Linked DNA regions of Pan troglodytes: region 2 is linked to region 1. The links are chromatin contacts, called in public HiChIP or PLAC-seq maps. All regions are on one chromosome and are shown on one strand. Each heading gives the region's core, a stretch centred on a gene start, on an enhancer-like site or on the middle of the called end of the contact. The rest is flanking DNA. Distances are from core to core; before and after follow the strand shown.

The links. HiChIP or PLAC-seq counts read pairs in DNA pulled down with a chosen protein or histone mark.
Region 2: a contact with region 1 is called in an H3K4me3 HiChIP or PLAC-seq map of stem cell-derived excitatory neurons, with 4 times the contacts expected there. The contact joins the promoter of SMCO2 here to the promoter of MRPS35 in region 1. A contact is called at or near these places in 2 of 7 Hi-C or Micro-C datasets (blood and a lymphoblastoid cell line) and 1 of 1 datasets of contacts at active chromatin or transcription factors (stem cell-derived excitatory neurons).

Annotation. Positions count from the first base shown.
Region 1 is chr10:67,825,137-67,830,744 of NHGRI_mPanTro3-v2.0_pri, reverse strand. MRPS35 (mitochondrial ribosomal protein S35) reads left to right here and starts at 1,525. Exons shown (of 8, transcript XM_016923733.3): 1 at 1,525-1,867. The coding sequence starts at 1,756.
Region 2 is chr10:68,110,974-68,116,635 of NHGRI_mPanTro3-v2.0_pri, reverse strand. SMCO2 (single-pass membrane protein with coiled-coil domains 2) reads left to right here and starts at 2,634. Exons shown (of 8, transcript XM_063786867.1): 1 at 2,634-2,819. ARNTL2 (aryl hydrocarbon receptor nuclear translocator like 2) reads left to right here. Exons shown (of 17, transcript XM_063786849.1): 17 at 2,634-2,771. The coding sequence ends at 2,686. The region is part of intron 1 of LOC134807578 (a long non-coding RNA gene); the gene reads right to left.

The DNA of each region.
Region 1 (5,608 bases), core at 276-2,775:
CCAGAAAAGATGAAGATGATGAATATTACAAATGCTTGTCCATCTCATGCTATTTATCCCCCTCCCATACCTTACTGATTGATGTCCATGGTGCACTGAATGTTCACAGCTAGAATATTCTTGGACACCTGCATACCTCTGCTCTACTGGTTGTATGCTTACCAAGAATCGGTTTTGTTTATTTCTAGTTGTTTTTACTGTTATAATTTTGTCACTTTGAGACAAAATAGGGAAATAGGCCAGACCCATGCCTGTAATCCCGACATTTTGGGAGGCCAAGGCAGGAGGATCACATGAAGCCAAGAGTTTGGGACCAGCCTGGGCAACATAGCAAGACCCCCAACTCTACAAAAAACTTAAAAATAGAAAAAATAGGCCAGGTGCAGTAGCTCACGCCTGTAGTCCTATCACTTTTTTGGGAGGCCAAGGCAGGAGGATCGCTTGAACCCAAGAGTTTGAGACCAGCCCTGGCAACACTGTGAGACCTCATCTCTGGAAAAACAATTTTTTTTTTAATTAGCTGGGTGTGGTGGTGCGTGCCTGTAGCCTCAGCTACTTGAAAGGCTGAGGTAGGAGGATCACTTGAGCCTGGGAGGTCAAGGCTGCAGTGGGCCATGGTCCTGCTACCACATTCCAGCCTAGCAACAGAGCAAGACTCTGTCTCAAAAATAATAATGATTAATTAATTAATTAAAATAATTTTTAAAATAAAGAGAAAATAGAGAATTTATTTTATTTTATTTTATTTTATTTTTGAGGCGGAGTTTTGCTTTTATTGCCCAGGCTGGAGTGCAATGGCGCGATCTCGGCTCATCGCAACCTCTGCCTCCCGGGTTCATGCGATTCTTCTCTCGAGTAGCTGGGATTACAGGCATGTGCCACCACACCCGGCTAATTTTGTATTTTTAGTAGAGACCAGGTTTCTCCATGTTGGTCAGGCTGGTCCCAAACTCCTGACCTCAGGTGATCCACCCGCCTCGGGCTCCCAAAGTGCTGGGATTACAGGCGCGAGCCACCGCGTCCGGCCGAGAACTGTTTTATTAAGGCTTGTATGTTAATTCATCCTACCGTAGAAAATTTAAGAGTGTTCATTAAAAGTTTATTTTCTAGGTCCTGATGAGTTCTGACTTTCTGTAATTCTAAGCTGATCTAACAACAAGCTAACCATATATAGCTAAAAGTTATAGGCTACGTACACGCGGTGTTCACTGTATGCCAACGCTGTACACAAATATTTGTCTATGCTAACTTGTCTGAGATCATACATCCCAGAAGTGGTGAAGTCAAGTTTGAAACCCAAGCACTCTGGCTCGGGATACTGCTTCTCTCCCCTTAGCGCATATTACTGGCATTAGTTGAAGACTTCTTTAATCCAAGTAAATGTAGAAAAGCAACAATTATAAATAACAAGAGTCCCTCGGGTAGACCGCCTGACTCTCGGATCAACTGAGGTTCCACCCAGAGCACGCCCGCCTTCAGTGAGCCGCAACCCCTATCCCTACGGTCTTTATCTGCAATTCTCTACGAACTGATTCACTCGATTTTTAAGGATTTTTTTGTTTTCTTTTCATTACTTCTTTCAGTTTGGGGGAATCTTCCTGCACATTTGACTCGGCTCTGAGTGCGCAGACCAACGTGTTTCCTCTTTCTCCAGCCTAGGGCGGTGCCAGCCCAGGGAGCCTGCGCTTAGCGGCCCCAGGCCCGCCCCTGACACTGAACGCCGCTTGTCCCCTCCGGCTTGCCGTCCTCGCAGCCATGGCGGCCGCCGCGCTCCCGGCATGGCTGTCTCTGCAGTCGAGGGCAAGGACTCTGCGTGCATTCTCCACTGCCGTGTACTCGGCCACTCCGGTCCCGACACCTAGCCTGCGTGAGTGTCTGTCTCGTCTTCTCCGGGCTTTGGGGGAGGTGCAAGAGCGGAATACCGGCCTCATGAAGGGTGCCGCGGTGGCTGAGCCAGCGCCGCCCGGGGGAGGCCAGTGCGTCCGCTGCCAGGCCCGTCTCGTAGGAAAACCATGGACGTGGGTCTGTGTTCTGCACCCGCGTTGCCCGGCTTCTAGCCGCCTGTTTCTGCCCTGGGTGCTCTGGGAGTTTGCTCAGAAAGCTTACATTCCCCTTCCCCGTGACCTGCTCCTGTGTTGCCCCCGTCCACAGCCCCTGGCACAGGTTACTGGTGCTGTGTTGTTTATCGGGCATCGGCGCTGTTGAACCATGGATTTCCCCAAACATTAAGAGAGTCATACGGCTGTGCTAGGACAAATTGCTGCTCTGAATTCCAGGCCACCAAATGGGCGGCCTTCATTCAACAGGCGTTGATGACCTCCATTTAACAGAGATTGTAGGGATGCTTGATAGCGTGCTTACCCCGGAGGACTCTAGTGGAAAATACAGACTTATTAGCGGAGAAGTGCTATGTAGGGTGAGAGGCGCTGTGATAGAAGTGTGGCTAGAGTGACAGGAGCGTTGAGGAGGAGCTGGCGTGAGTCTAATCAATCGGCGGATCCTACCTGTGCTACTTCCTGTTATATCTCTAATTTACTCTCCTCATACTACCAACTATCTAGTTCAGGTGACCATCTCATTTCTACAAGTTTTTTTTTCCGTTTCCTGTTTCCCCTCTTGCTCTCCTACATTGAATTCTCAAAACAGCCAAATGAGGTTTTCAAAATTTAGATCTTGTCTTGCTGCTCTCCTGTTCAAGATCTACAAATGGTTTCCCATTGTTTTCAGATAAACTATAAATACATTAATCCTTCATACTGGCTCTTCATAGGTCTAATAATTGTCTATTTTTAAATTTTCATTATTTCATTCTTGGAATACTTAACTCCTATTGTATACCATGCAGTGTTCTAGACACTCACCGGAGATACGGCAAGGTGGGGAAGTCAATAGTATAAACAACCAAACAACTAAATAAGATGTCAGATAGGGTTTAATGCTATGAAGAAAAATAAAGTAGAGTATTGAGAATGATGGATTTGGGGGGAGTAGTGGCCACAGGATGGTCAGGAAAGATCTTTCTGAGGAAGTGACATTTGAACAGGGCCCCAAGCCATGCAGAGATATGGGGAAAGAGCCTTTGGGGTATGGGGAACTATAAGTGCAAAGGCCAAAAGTTGAGAACAATCTGAGGGGTGTGATCAAGGAACGGGAAGAAGGACAATGTGGCAGGAGCTAAGTGTGAGTAGAGGAGAGAGTGGTAGTATAAGACGTCAGAGAGTTAGTTAAGTAATAATCTGATCTCTCAAGAGTTTGTAGACATTTCATTTGGATTTTGGCTTGGGTTTTATATTGAAAGGCTTGGAACAGGGAACTGATATAATGTGATTTACGTTTTTAAAAGATCACTGGCTGCTTTACTGGGGTAAGAGTGGAAGCCAAAGATCTGTTTGGAGGCTGTTGCAGTAATCCAAATGAGGTGATGGTGACTTGGATTAAAGTAATAGTGGAGAAGGGGGTGTGGTTGTATTTGCGATATATTTTGAAGGTAAAGTTCATAGGATTTACTGATGGATTTGATGTGGGGCTTGAGGACAAGTCTCAAAAAAATCCTGTTACATTTTTGTTCTGAGCAATTGGATGAATGATGATTCCATGTACACGAATTGGGAAGACTGGAAGAAGAAAATCAAAAGCCCTGCCAAGGGGCTGAGTGTGGTGGCTCATTCCTGTAATCCCAGCACTGTGGGAGGTGGAGGCCTGCGGATCCCTTGAGCCCAGGAGTTTGAGACCAGCCTGGGCAACATGGCGGAACCTCGTCTCTATTGAAAATACAAGGAATTAGCCAGACGTGGTGGCCCATGCCTGTAGTTCCAGCTACTCCAGAGGCTGAAGTGGGAGAATCACCTGAGCCTGGGAAGTCGATTACAGTGAGCCGTAATCGCACCACTGCCCTCCGGCCTGGGTGACGGGAGTGAGACCCTATCTCAAAAGAAAAAAAGTTCTGCCAAGGATGCATTATAGTTAAGAAGCCTGTTAAGTGCCTTCAGCCTCTTTTCTCTCTGTCTCTCTCTGTTCTGTTCTTAAATTTCAGCCATATTGAATTTGTTCACTTTGATTTTCCATGTGCTCTCACTCTGTCAAAACACTTTTTCTCACCTGCTTGTCTTCATGGCTACGTCCTGCTCATCTTTCAGGTTTTAGCTTAAAGTTCACTTTCTCAGGGAGATTTTCCCCAACTGATTAGAGTTTTCCAGAGAGACAGAACGTAGATGTAGGATAGGATAGATGTAGATGTAGATACATAGACATATGATGGGATTTTTTAGGGGAATTGACTCACCCCACAATAGGCTGTCTGCAAGCTGGAAGCCCATGTCAGTCCAAGTTCAGAAGCCTCAGAACCACAGAAGCCATGTAATTTTCAGGCCAAGGCTGAAGGCCTAAGAACTCAGGGGGCTGCTTGTGCAAGTTCCTGGAGTCCAAAGGCTGGAGCACCTGGAGTTCTGATGTCCAAGGGCAGGGGAAGAGTGTCCCAGGTCCAGAAGAGAGAGAGAGAGAATATATTCTTCTTTCATCTGCCTTTTTGTTCTTTCTGTGCCCTCAGCTGATTGGATGATGCCCACCCACATTGAGAGCAGGTATTCCTCACTCAGTCCACTGACTCACATGCCTGTCTCTCCTGGAAACATCCCCACAGACATGCCCAGAAATAATGCTTTACCACATGTCTATGTATTCCTCAATCCAGTCAAATTGACACAAAGTTAACTATCATGGCTGGGCACAGTGACTCACCCCTGTAATCCCAGCACTTTGGGAGGCTGAGGTGGGTGGATCGCTGGAGCTCAAGAGCTTGAGACCACCAGCCTGGCAACATGGCGAAACACCGTCTCTACAAGAATTAGCCGGGTGTGCTCATGTCTTTAGTCCTAGCTACTTGGGGTGCTGAGGTAGAAGGATTGGCTTGAACCTGGGAGTTCGAGGCTGCAGTAAGCCGAGATTGCACCACTGCAATCCAGCCTGGGCGAGAGTGAGATGACCTTGTCTCAAAAAAAAAAAAAAAAAGAAAGAAAGAAAAAAAAGAAAAAATTCACCGTCACACAAACTAATTGACTAGGTTTCGTTCCCTGCTATATGTGTTCATAATATTTATCACTGTTTATTGAAATTATTTGTTAAAAAGTTGTCTTACTTGACAGACTCTGTAAGAGTCATTTTTTAGATAATGAATTCACTGTATCTGCAGTTCAAATAACTGTAGAATTTTCCTTACTGGGGCTAGGCACAATGGCTCACACCTGCCCACCACACTTTGGGAGACTGAGGCAGGCGGATCACTTCAGGTCAGCAGTTTGAGAGCAGCCTGGCCAACATGGTGAAACTCTATCTCTACTAAAAATACAAAAATTAGCCAGGTGTGGTGGGGTGTACTGGTAATCGCAGCTACTTGGGAGGCTGAGGCAGGAGAATCACTTGAACTCCGGAGGTAGAGGTTGCAGTGAGCCGAGATCACACCACTGCAATCCAATCTGGGTGATACGCCGAGACTCCCTCTGTTTCCAGTTTTTAGTCTTCATTAAGATGATTTTGGTCCCTGAGCTTACCAAAAAAAAAAAAAAGATTGTTTCATTGTTATGTTACTAAATACCTTAAATTGTGTTAGAAT
Region 2 (5,662 bases), core at 1,385-3,884, 280 kb before region 1:
AATTTTGCTTTGTATTTTTAGTAGAGATGGGGTTTCACCATGTTAGCCAGGATGGTCTCGATCTCCTGACCTCGTGATCCGCCCACTTCGGCCTCCCAAAGTGCTGGGATTACAGGCATGAGCCACTGCGCCCGGCCTACTCTACACTTTTTTTAACCCTAAGAATTACCACTACAGTAATGTAGTGGAGTGGGAAGAGTGCCTAGAATCAGAAGACCCTGTTGAGGCTGAATTTAGCTGTATGACCTCATGCAAGCCATTTAAACTCTGTGCCTCAGCGTCCTCATTTTTAAAAGGAGGTTTGATCTCTATGTTTACTTCCAGCTCTGATTCTGGGATTCTAGTCCACAGGACTTGGGTGTTAGGGTGGAACCTAGAAATGTGCTGTCCAGTGCAGTAGCCACTAGCCATATGTGGCTACTGAGCACTTGCAATGTGGCTAGTACAAAGTGAGCTGTGCTATCAATGTAAGATACATACCAGATTTTGAAGACTAGTATTACCAAAAGAATGTAAAATATCACATTAATAATTTTATATTAATTACATGTTCAAATGATATTTTGGATATACTGAATTAAAACATTAAAATTAGTTCTACTTGTATCTTTTTACTTTTTTAATGTGGCTAGAAGAAAATAAAATTATACATGTGGCTCAGATTATATTTCTATTGGACAGCGCTGCTCTAGAACATTGTATTAAGTGGTTATTATTGAAGTAGACCAAAGTTTATACCATAAGGATATTTTTCCTTAAATACCATGTTTGAAGAACAATTATTTATTGATCCTTGAATCTGTTAAGATCAAATAACAAGTCTATCCATGTTACCAAATTTAAACTTTTGAAAATAATAAACTTTAAAATATCAGATGTGTTATTACAGGATGATACTTGGAATCAAGTGAAATGAGTTATATGGTCATCACTAAATTTAGAAATCTATTGTGAAACAGAAAGACAAACAGGAAAGTACAGAATAGAGACTTTTAGTAAATAAATGGAATTTAAAGGAAAGTGTTTATTTACAGTGTCACGACAGAAAAGGATGTCTTTGTCGTCATAGTCTTTGAGGGATCTCCGTAAAATCCGGGGCACAGGTACAAGAAATAGCCAATATTTAGTTCCCAGACCATGTTTAGTAGTGTCCAGTTTCAGATCATGCTGCCAAGAGGTATCTCCCCCTCAGGTGGGTCATCACTGAGCTCTGGAATTGGAGACTCATACTGGCCCAGCACAATGTTACGGGCAGACAGGCCGACATCTATGATTAGCTAGAAGCCATAAAGAAAAGCTGCTAAGTGGCCACTAGGTGCCACTTTTCCGTTTTTGTAATGCTTTCATTAGCAGATCTTTTTTTCCCAAGCTCCATGGGGCCTGTGAGAGGCATTTATGATTTTTGTGCCTACAATAAGTCAGCCTGTCTGGTGTGAGTTGTTTTATGAGAAATGCTTCCCAAGGGAGGTCCAGGAAGATCCTGACACATAAGAACTTTGGCTTAGAGAGCTTTCCAGGTGTGGTGCCAATAAAAACTGACCTGGAAAGAAAACCTGTCCAGCACGGAACATGCTTTCTGAACTCACTTGAGAGTGTATGGTGTACGTCACTTCTCATATATTCTTGAGTTTAGATTTGTCTTTTATACAATTTTTAGCTCTTTTCTGTGCTTGTCTGTATATTGGTATTTTTAAATTTTTGTGGTAAATAATGAAAAGAGTGAAATTATATTTTATAATTACTCATTTGTAGTTTTTTTTTTTTAATTTAATAAACTTCCTCCGAAAAGTGCGCCCTTAACTACTTTCTAATGTGGAAACATAGATTAAGGAAACCATCCAGTGCCCTCAAACCACTGGGCAGAGGGGTACATTGAACTCTGTTACTATATATATTTCTGGGTATGTTCCCCAGGGTATACTAACTGCTGTAACAACTCCAAAATCTCAGTGGTTTAACCAGTAAAGGTTTCCTTGTGCTCACGTCAGACTCCAACGTCATCAGCCTTATCTGTCCCTCTGACTCTCTCCTCTTCCCTTTCTGCCTCTTCCTCATTCCATCCCTCAGCTTTGCTTTCCTATGAGCTGGTTTTATCTTCCGGTGGACCCTCTCCGCATAATGACACTCAGAAGTTCCAAGCATATATTGTTCTTATACCTGACAATTTCAATGGAAAGAGAGCCTCTCTATTTCCTAGTAATTCACATGCAAATATGCATTGATTGGGCCTCTGGATCAACTTGGTCTACCTGGACTTTCTGTTGTGTGGTTGCAGTATCTACACTAATTCTAGGGAGTCAACCATCGTGAATTACAAGGTTCTGTTGTCCCTTCTGCAGATAACCCTGTCCTCCCTCAGGCCCCAGGCTGTCTAGCTGTTGGCATCTGACATCTTTTCCCCTTCAAGGATGCCTTTAAAGTTTATTTTAATTTGTTTAATCAGAATTAAAATGTTAGGAAGGAAAGGCAAAATAAGCAGTAGGTTCTTTCCAGGTCAACAGGCTGGAATATACAGATTAGCCAGGCTGTGATACATGCCCAACCTTGGGTTGAAGTTTGGCGAGGCAGCCCTGTTGGAATCTGGGGATCTCCCATGGGGATCTTCCAACACATTGGACTCTCCTCTTCCCCAGGTCTCCCACTGCCAGCACAAGAGGCTGTGAAGGTGAAGAGGATACAGATTTAAGAGATTTGTATTACAGAAGTAGGATGGCAAGAACTTGAGGACCAATTGCATATGGGAAATGTTGAAGCAAAAGCAGTGAACAATGACTCAAGTTTCTGGCCCCAGGGGTCTGGATTGCAGTGCTGTTCAAGAGGTAAGAGTTACATGAGGAGAGACAACTTTGGGGTAGAAGATGCATCACTTCTAGACAAATTGTGTTCAGGTGATGTCTAGTAGATAGTTGGATATGTGAGTATGGAGGATGGGAGAGAAAGCTGAGATGAGCGGCACACTGAAGCTTTTGAGCCTCAGTTTCTTCATTCGTAAAGTAGACTTCATTTGTAAATACCCTTGCAGAGCTTTAGTGAGGATTAAATTAGCTTATGTAAAGTGCTTACACATTGTCTGACAGTAATTTTAACAATGATCATTATATGTTAATTTATAAGCTCTACAGTATGATAATACATGTTGGAAATTAGTGTTATAGAGAAGCTTCATCATTAAGTTAGTAAAAAATTCCTGAGACTATATAGCAAACAAATATATAAGTAGTATAACAGTAATTTAAGCCTTGCAAAAGTTTAACCCAAATGACAGTACAAATTCATAACCAATGGGAAAGCGTTAAGTACCTAGAGAACCCAACTGAGGTAGGGTGTTTGGGAAGACGTATATCTACAGCACAAAGAGGTAAACAATTTTGTTTGCTAAGGGGGACATCTATAGGCATTTTAAAAGAAAGTTGAAATGGTTCCTAATAAATGACATCATTTGTTTCAATGTAAGCACTTATTTATCCTGTGCTATGCTCTTAGAGACAATTGAAAACGCCACAGTCCCTGCTCTTAAGAGACCACAGTTTGGTAGAAAGACAGTGGAAAGCAGTAACTATAGAATGTGATAGCTGCTACTTTAAAGGGATGTGCAAAGTGCTAATAGAGTATGGGAAGGTCAGGCTTTAACTTTGCTTGTGAAGAGTCATCAAAATATGTTATACTCTGGCAGTTTTTTCCTATTTATCCAGCCCAATGGTTTTCAAATTTATTTGCATCAGAATTACATGGAGGACTTGTTAAAACACAGATTATGGGTCTCCTCACGCCCATAATTTCTGATTCAGTTGGTCTGACTTGGAGCTTGAGAATTTGCATTTCCAGTAAGTTGTCATGTGATGCTGAGGCATCTGGCCTGGGGACCACACTTTGAGAACCGCTGATCTTGCCATTCACAAACAACAAATGGACGTATCCACAGACCTGTTATTCTAGGGCTCTTCTGAGGAAAGTAGAGTAGGGAACAGAGGGCCTCAGGGAGGCCTACCTACTTATTTTGCCTACCCTACTGCTTATTTTGCCTTCCCTTTATAACATTTTAATTCTGATTAAATACATTAAAATGAACTTTAAAGGCACCCTTGAAGGGGAAAAGACATCAGAAATAGCCAACAGCCAGACAGCCTGGGTCCAGAGAGGGGAAGGGATGTGCAGAAGGGACAAGAGAACCTCTTGTAATTCATGATGGTTGACTCCCTAGAATTGGTGTAGGTACTGCAGCCACACAGCGGGCTCTTCTTGCCTGCTGTCCAGATAGAACCGATTTATCAAGATGGGGAAATTGCAATAAAGAGTTTCATAAACGCAGAGCCAAGTAAATGGGAGACTGGAGTTTTATTGTTACTCAAATCAGCCATCCCCAGAGTTTGAAGGTGAGAGTTTGTTAAAGATACTTCGGCAGGCAGAAGGCTAGGGAATGGGGAATGCTGATTGGTCGGGTTAAGGATGAAATCATATGGGGTTGAAGCTGGTTTTTCTTGCTGTCTTCTGTTCCTGGATGGGATTGCAGAACTAGTTGAACCGGATTACCCTTGTGGGTGACACCAGTTGGTTCATCAGAAACATCTCTGAACACCAATGTTAGGTTTTACAATAGCGATGTTATCCACAGGAGCAATTGGGGAGGTTGGGAATACTCCTGAGCCATAATTTCTGATCTTGTAAATAATTTGTTAGTTTTACAAAGGCAGTCTGGTCCCCAGGCAAGGAGTGGTTTTGTTTCAGGGAGGGGCTGTTAGCATCTTTGTTTCAAAGTTAAACTATAAACTAAATCCCTCCCAAAGTTAATTCAACCTACACCCAGGAATGAACAAGGACACCTTGGAAGTTAGAAGCAAGATGGAGCTGGTTAGGTCAGATTTCTATCACTGTCATAATTTTCCTATGTCAGATTTTTCTCACTGTCATAATTTTTGCAAAGGCACTTTCAGTATGTGAGCCTCAATCTTTTTGTTTGGCTGTTTTGGTTGTTTTTTGTTGAGGAGGGGAGGCAAGGCAGAGAAAGCTGTGTCACACCTTTTTAATCTTAATCTTGGCCTTTTTTGTTTTTTAAATACTCAGCCACTAGTCACTGTGGAGGACTCTGTCCATTGCTTAAGGCATTGTGTGTTGAGGGAGTCAGTAAAGAGTTGTCTTAAATTCTTGTCCAGCTGTGTACCTCTGGCCTTGGAATGACAGTTTCTTAGACACTCCTGGCTCCTGGCTGACTTTAAGGCAATGCCTCTCACATTTACTCCTGTCCAGGAGGAAACCTGTTACATTTTACCTTGGGGGTAAATACATGAAATAAATGTACTTTTTTTTTTTTTTTACAAAACTACACTAAAATGGGATGCCTATATTACATCAACTTAAAACTTACTAGAGCCCTTGAAAATTTTATTTAATACTTTGTTGACCGAGCAATCACCCAAAAGGTTTCCCATCTACCAGAAGGGACATGTAGACAAATAGCACGTAATTAGCTGATGATTAAATTATTTGGCAGCCCATGAATGTTCAGTTTGATTTAGCAAAGGTCAAGCAAAACACAGTTGTAGTGTCTGAAATATCTATTCTTGAGGGAGAAAATGGACACATAGATTATATGTAAAATAATTAAAACTTACGGAGTAAAAAGACACTATTTCTTTGTAGTAACGTATTAGTAGCAGATTGCTTT